Linked DNA regions of Mus musculus: region 1 is linked to region 2. The links are chromatin contacts, called in public Hi-C maps. All regions are on one chromosome and are shown on one strand. Each heading gives the region's core, a stretch centred on a gene start, on an enhancer-like site or on the middle of the called end of the contact. The rest is flanking DNA. Distances are from core to core; before and after follow the strand shown.

What was found. Hi-C and Micro-C count contacts between places; a contact is called where the count stands out from the background.
Region 1: a Hi-C map of cortical neurons shows a contact between it and region 2. The contact joins two enhancer-like sites. A contact is called at or near these places in 2 of 484 Hi-C or Micro-C datasets (cerebral cortex and cortical neurons) and 2 of 115 datasets of contacts at active chromatin or transcription factors (astrocytes and differentiating embryonic stem cells).

What each region holds. Positions count from the first base shown.
Region 1 is chr14:80,211,820-80,215,615 of GRCm38.p6, forward strand. It overlaps the pseudogene Gm17923. Among named protein-coding and RNA genes, the nearest start is that of Gm31776, 31 kb to the right of the region's middle. Within about 2 kb of position 1,287, at least 12 of the 459 cell types and tissues checked have an H3K27ac peak or open chromatin away from gene starts, as enhancers often do. A contact at or near this core is called in cortical neurons, where this site is marked.
Region 2 is chr14:79,820,707-79,824,576 of GRCm38.p6, forward strand. No RefSeq gene overlaps it. Among named protein-coding and RNA genes, the nearest start is that of Gm10845, 47 kb to the right of the region's middle. Within about 2 kb of position 1,410, at least 16 of the 459 cell types and tissues checked have an H3K27ac peak or open chromatin away from gene starts, as enhancers often do. A contact at or near this core is called in cortical neurons, where this site is marked.

The DNA.
Region 1 (3,796 bases), core at 37-2,536, 390 kb after region 2:
CAGTTGAGAAATGAAAATGTGTCTCAGGATAGGACACTATGTGCTTTGTTCTAAATGGCACTGAAACTGTCCCTGGCCTACACAGGTATTGGTGCAGAGTCCTGCAAAGCTGATGCAGACTTTAACACATGTGTGGGAATTTCCTGTGGCCTAAGTTTTTCCAAATGTATGTTACTAATTTTATGTAACAGGAATGAAGAATTACGAAAATAGCAAGGTGGTACTAGAAATTAGAAAGCTAACTTTTTTTTAAATGTGTTTCCAATGAAAATTACCTTAGTGTACCTACAATGTATTCTGTGTATAATGGGAGATATTGGTATTTATGTGCTCAGCAAAATAAAACCTGTATTATTAAAATTACCGAAGGATAAATTGCATGTTATAGATGTGACTACTTGACATATTGGTGACCAACAGTATGTTTGGTGTTTTGGGTTTAGGAGTAAATGTATAGGTTGTTCATCAAATTCTCCTGCTTTAAAACCAGGCTGCTGCTTCATGTCTACCTCTTCTGACTGCAATATTACCCTTGACCATGCTGTTGGTTTTGCTTTATATTTTACTCCAGCAGAAATCAAAATGTATTTTATAGACCTATACTTTGGCAATATGCTAGGAAAGAGAACACAAGCAACTTAAAGCAAATTTCTGCCACAGTGCTTTTAATATTAACAGAGATTTTCATCTAACAGCACCAACAGAATAGAACATGAGAATATCACAGCTCAGGGCTGTAAACACAGCTTCCTGATGTCTTAGTCCCTAGGGAGAACAGAGCACACAGTTTTTATATTATTCAGCTTGTCATTCTATTGGCATAGAACTGATTTTCTTTTTTGCCTCAGAAAATGCCTCTTTTCCAAATCTCCAGCTGCCCTTCATTCATAAAGCAGCATTTTAATAAGGTAGTTGTTTACTACAAAACAATGATAATACTAATAACGAATCCCTAACAGCAAAGCATATTCCTTTCCAGCGACGGCCTCGTTGATGCCAAACAGCTGGAGGAAAGATGGGCGAAAACGCAATCAGGCATTTAAACACCATTGCTGGATGTTTCCAAACATAAACATCCAGATGTATAGCGTTGTGGAAGTAATAGGTTTGATTACTTGCCTTTTGCATACTTCATCTGGATCTTTTGATGCTATGTGGATGAAATCTTAAGAGTATTCTTCATTTTTCTGTATCCTAAATGGCTTTTCTGAACATGCATGGTAACACCAATGCTGAGAACTGATAGAGACTGAGCCTGGCAGAGGTTGTGTGAGAGAAAGAAGGGAAAGGATTTCGAACGTGGTTAAATGGGTCCCTCTCCTGGCTAATGCATGTGGCAGCAAGGACTTGAGAGTCCACTGAAGCACTTTCAGTTTTCAGCTGATAAATATATAAGAATAAAGATCCTGAGGGGAAGGTCAAGATTGCCCTATTCTCTCTGAGACCCAGAGCCCAAATAACCAGGGGCTTTCTGTGGTATTTAGTTCTAACAAAGGCAACTCTTTTGTATACCATTGAAAATACTTGCTCAAGAAGAATCTGCAGTCACCGGTACTGAGGTATAGCTGTTTGTTTTTCCAAAGGTTGCCTCATCAGGCAAGATTAAAAGTCTCAAAAAGATCAAATGAGTGTTTTTTGTTTTTTTGTTTGTTTGTTTGTTTTGTCCTGAAACTTCAGACTACCCTTCCCAAACCAACTCAAGTCTCTTGTGGTCTTTCTCTGATACCAGTTATTGGTAATTAGCATGAAAAGTCATTGCCAAAATATGTCACTAAGCATGGACACCTAAAGATTTAATGATCTCATCAGAGGTGGCCTGGTCTCAGAATCACATTCTCATGTCCTAGTGCAAAAATAAATGCCAATGCCTATCCAAGACTGAAAGGAAAAAAAAAATTAGTCATTTTTTTCTGACACGTCCTTGAAGAAATCAATTCTACAGATCACGGAGGAGCCAAGAAAAGCTTGTGCATATGAGTAACTCAGTCTGCTCAGTGAGTCAAGATGACTAGTTAAAAGAGCACTCTGCCGTGATGATGTCTCCTAGGCACGAAGAACAATGCCATCATTAACGCGTGGGACTGTTTAGCATTTAGAGCGCTTCACACATAAAGAAACTTAACACGAGACTATTTATTATCCTTTAGACAGATGGTTTAATGTGTCTTTAGCCTTCAGCCAACCAGGCCACCCGTGGTTTTCTTTAGCCAGGGGCTTTTAAAAAATAATTGGGAGGCAACAATTTTCTAACAAGACTGACTGCAGTATACTTCCTTAAATCTCTTTTTTACCCTTAAGTATCCCTTGCAGTTGTTCAAGGCTGACAAACTTCTCTGACATTGATTCCTCACATATAAGTAATTACTGACATAAAAGAGGATGGAGGGGTATAGATTGTTTTGTTTTGTTTTGTTTTCATTAGTGGTTCCTTCGCAATAGAAAGACTATTCAGATATGATTACTCTGGAAGATCGTTCTCTTCTGATTAGACATTGCCTCACTCTAGAGAAGTCGTTATTACAGGAGTCTCCAAAACAAGAAATGCCATTCCAACATGGACGATAACGGGGTGGGAAGTTGTACATTGTAATATACTTATCTTAAGTGGTAAAAGCCAGGGGTAGCTATGCCTCCAAGGAAGAGAGTTCCTTAGTAGAGAGTAAACAGCTCGTGGATTCCATAGTATTATGATCAATGCGCGAAATGCACACATTACAAAAGCAAATCAGATGTACCGGTATGTGAAAACTTATAAAGAGATTTTAATGACTCCTGTACAACAACCTTGGGCATTGTTCATTTCTCCAGGTCTTTATGTGACTCAAAGACCCAGAGATGCAGAGGACTGGCCCAAGAAGGTATCCACTTTTCTACTTTTCCTCTATACTCCCTCCTACCTACTCAGTGGAGTTCTACAGAGGTAAAGACTGGGGTGAGGAAAGTGATTATGTCAGCAGAGCATTTAGTGTGCTTAGCAGGGCAAGTGTCTTCTGGGCTTTGAAAGGACGAGAAGTCTGAGCACAGAATCTAGGATTTTTTTTTTTTTTTTTTTTTTTTTTTTTGGAGCAAAATTGTGTGTGTGTGCGCGCTGTTTGTTTGAGTTTTGAATTTTTCCACTGCAAGGAGTTAGACTTGTATTTGTGTTGGTTCTGTGACTTGAGCTTTGAGTTTTGCATCAAAATTGTTGATTTTCTCCTGGGAGGAGGAGGAGGAAGATCCTGGCACAGCCATTGGCGATCTAGAGGACCATGTTCAGCTTGATCTCAGCACAGAACATCCAGTCAGTCCCACCTGGTGAAGCAGTTCAACTCTCTGCTCTAGGTATGAAAGGACAGAGGGTGGGTGACTGGGACACAGACCTGAACCTGGAGTGTCTGTGCAGTCAGGCCCCATAATGTACACTGGCCTTCCATGTAATGAGCTCTTATACAAGGAGGGGTAAGGAATGTAAACGACCCTTCCACTGACATTCTCTGGGCTCAAAATCTGATGGAGAGAACTCTGTAGGCACAAGCATACCCTTCTAGGTGCCTATGATGAGGGTGTGGGTGCTAATGAGCCACAGAACATGTGCCTAGCCAAGCATCACAGTCCCTTCTGCATGGAGCTGTAGAGGCACAAGGACACACCCATTGTCAATCTGGTTCAGCTACATGAGCTGGAACTGCCTAGCCAGGCTGCCGACAGCCTGGAGTTGGCAGTCCAGGTCAGAGGTTGCTAGCTTCCTTCTTCTACCTCAGCCCCCTGATTGTTTGTGCTAGATGACAATGACCACAGCCCAGTCCTTATCAGGGTA
Region 2 (3,870 bases), core at 160-2,659:
AAGATAAAACACCAGAACCTGGGCACACCATCCTCCTGCATCCTTCTGCTGTAGGATGGTACCCTGTAAAGGTTTGGTGTTAAGGCTGTTCACCTTGAGTGCACTAGAAGCGAGCTGAGAAGATTCAAGGGGATGTTGATGTCAGGTACAGCAGGCAGGAAAACTCAGCCACAGACAACTATGTTATTATTATTTTTTTCTTGGTCATTGATGATTTTCTTGGATTAAACTATTGAATTTAGACTATTCACTCTCTAAATGAATTTAATCTAGAAGAAGCAAGAACAGTAGGCTTATAGCTTAGAAGTGTTTGAAATATACATTTACAGAGGAAATTCTCTGCCTATGGAAGAGGATTATTGTTGGTAGGGATTTGACCTGTAGCAGGATGCACCTTCCAACCTATAAATAGCTGCTCTTTGCGTTGGAATACATTACCTGAAGAAGGCAGGCCCCATGCTTTACATTTTAGATAGTCAGAGCTGCATTTCCCATTGGGTGGTTAATAACACCTTTTAAAATCTAAATATCCCCAGTACATTAACCTGACCTGACTGTTCTTGGCCACAACTTTACGTTTTAAAAATAGCCCTGAAGCAGGCACATAGGAAACAGAATTTATTTAAACAACCATTCCCCCCTACCCCTGCAATATCATGTAGGCCTAGATCTTTTCTGTCTTTCTGCTCCCATGGCAGCACATGGTACAGATCTTGTGGGGAGTTCAGGGTATATGGGTGCAGGGGAGTTGGTGATGTGCTCTTTTGATCCCCGAGACAGTTTTGGCGGCTGTGCTTTAATTTTTATTTTTGCCAATGCCAGCTAGGAGTTTACCCATGGCCTCTGGAAATTAGTCAGAAGGACTTTCCAGGGAGGGGTAAGACACGCAAACACTGCTCATTTATTTAGTGCTGAAGGCACTGGCTGGCAAAGAAAGGCCATTGGCGGTCCCTTTGGCTCTTGTATTTGCTTTCAGACTCTAGGAAAAAGCAGTGGCAGAGAAGAAACAAAAGAAAGGAGAGAGGAGAGGGTTGAAGGCATCACAGAAAACCAAGCTTGCTAGGCTTGGGAGATGGTCACTTTATAGATATTTTTACATGGGACCCGGGGAATGCTGGATTTCCTGGGCAGATGCAGGACACACACTCACACCTGCACAAACACTCACCCCAAGGAAAGAGGGGGGTGCCCCCACAAGAGCCAGTGCACTTTAGAATTCTGGGTTTGTTTTTTTTTTTTTTTTTTGGTTCTGAATTAATTAGATACCATGTTGAATTCCAAATGTGATAATTAGGCAAATTAATGCTGCAGTGAAGTTATTAATGAGGCAAAATATGCTAATATGCTTTTGATAAAGAGCTCTTCTTCTGCCTTACCAAGGAATTGGCAAACATCTTTTATTTGAGGCCAGACAGCTCATCTCAAGTGATTTACTAAAAAGCTTCTGGGCCGTATGTTGTGAACAAATGCTGTAAATAGGGGTTAATGTCTAAATTTTTGATGTGGCTAAGTCCTGTTTCTATGTAGCAAGCCCCGGATGTTCTTTGCCTGGCATCCAGGCAGCAGCAGGGCCCAGGAAGGAAAACCCTTTTCTGTGCTCCTGAAGGCTGGCATGAGGGTACCAAGCGCTACTGCTCACTGGGTTCATTCCTGTGGACAGCACCGCCCGCCAACACTCATCACAAGGTGAATGGTGGCTGTCACCCCTTCCCCCAACCTGCTCCTGTTCTCTCCAGCAGACTTGGTGTCTCCTTTGGTTTTCAGATGTTCAAAAGTCCTCAGCCCAGAATCATTAGGGAGCCCATTTAGCGGTTTGGAAGTGACATGGCAGAATTTCTCTTTCCGATCTGAAGTCAGCTCTGTACATCACATTGTGCATAAAGAACCCTCCTGGGACCAAGTGCAGACACCTCCTACAAGGGAGAGTTGGTTATTAAAACAAGAGGAAGGGAAGTCTGAAAAGCACCTTCCCCACGCGCATGTGGTTATTTTAATCCTCTTAATCACATGCCCCGTGAGGGCATGGCCCGTATAACTTCCATTCACTTGAATGTGACATTTGCTGACAGGTTTAACTGTGTTTCCCTCATCCTTCAGCAGGGGGGTGGGGGGTGTTAGCTTTGGTAAGTCTGGAGAGAAGCCCCTGCCACTGCTTGAGTACAGCCAGCCTTGGCTTGCCCTTGGCTGGTGCGCTTCTGGATTATGCCTGATAGCAGGACAGAGACCGTTTGTGAAGGATAAAGCAGCTCAGAGGTGGTGATGACGTCATGCAGAACTGCCGCAGATACAGAACACCGTACTAAGAGGTGGCAACAAACAAGGAGTTGGCTTTCTCCTCAGACGCCGTAGGCCATGGGAGGTGGTTTTCGGTTGGAACACATCTCAGTTTCGTCCTTTGTTGACGGCCTTGACATTATCTTAATTGTCTCTGTGGCACACAAGGGCTTCAGAAGTCCAGGATTTAACATCTGTGTTTCAAGAAAGAGGTAGAAGGAACAGGGTTGGGGTGGGGGCGTGGCTCAGTGTGTAGGATGATTGCCTCAGATGCACAAGGTCCCCAACACAACACAAGCTGGGAGTGGTGAAATATACTTGCTGCTCAGTGTCATAGTTAGTTTTTGTCAACTTGACACAAACCTAGGTGTACCAGGGAAGATGAACTTTCAACTGAGGAAGAACCTTCATCAGATTGGCCTTCTGGTTTGCTTGTGAGGGATTTTTTTCCCCCATTTTTAACTGATGGTTTGGGGAAGCCCACTGTGGGTAGTACATCCCTAAGAGGGTGAGCCTAGGATGTTTGAGAAAGGCGTATGACCGTGAGCCTTGGGGTGAGCTAAATAAGCAAGCCTCGTGCAGTGTTCTTCCAGGAATCTTTGTTTCAGGTTCTGACTCCAGGTTCCTGCCTTGGCTTCCCACTGATGACGGAAGCCAAATAAACCACTGCCTCAGCCAGCTAAGTTCTGGCTGCAGTGTTTAGCACAGCATCAGACAGCAAACTGAGATGCCCAGAACGTGGGAGGTGGAAGCAGGGTTAGATGCACAGGTTCATTCTTCGCTACATAGTGAATCTGGAGCCAGCCTAGGGCACGTGAGACCCCAGTTTTAATAGAAGAAAACAAACAGAGATGAGGAGAGGATTGGCTTTTTTTTTTTTTCTTCTGAAAACTTTGCTAGAGTTTCCATCTAGCCATCTCCATTTCTATTTTTGTTCACTGGTAGCAGCTTCTAGTGGAAAGGTGAACGGGTAGAGAGAGACTGGCTAGCCAACAGCTTTTCAGTCCTTCTGTGGGACACAATTAGCTTGGGCTAGGTGGTTGTATTTTTAATTGACTACCACTCCACAGAGATTATCTCAACACTTGGATGTCTGGACATGAGCTGGGGGGTTTAAGTCGGAAAGCCCACATCACTCTGTACTGGTGGAAGGGAGTGTCAATAAACCTTCAGACCTTGGGTTGGGCTGTGTGACTCAGTATATACATACGACTTTTACTTATGCCCCTTAGCTCCCTTAATTGTGACTTGGAGAACATTCCTTGGGTTATTATAGGAAGTCATTAGGACTGCAGATACAAAGTGTCTAGCATGTTAAACTTGTTAATAGGTGACAGCTGTTAAGGTAGTGAATGAAATTCAGATCATGGTCATGAAGAATTAACGTGCAGTAGGAAAATATTGTCACACACTTCCCTGTACTTTTTAAGACGTAGGCACAGGTGCCTTTCTGTTGGATGATTGACAATGGGAAGGACTAAGTTCGAATCAGCATAATTGGTGCCAAGAGGTGGAGACTGTGAGGAACGGGGCCGGGGGTGGGCTGAGGAGGGGTGCTCGTGGGGTTTTGACATGAAGTTGTGCATGAGGCTTATA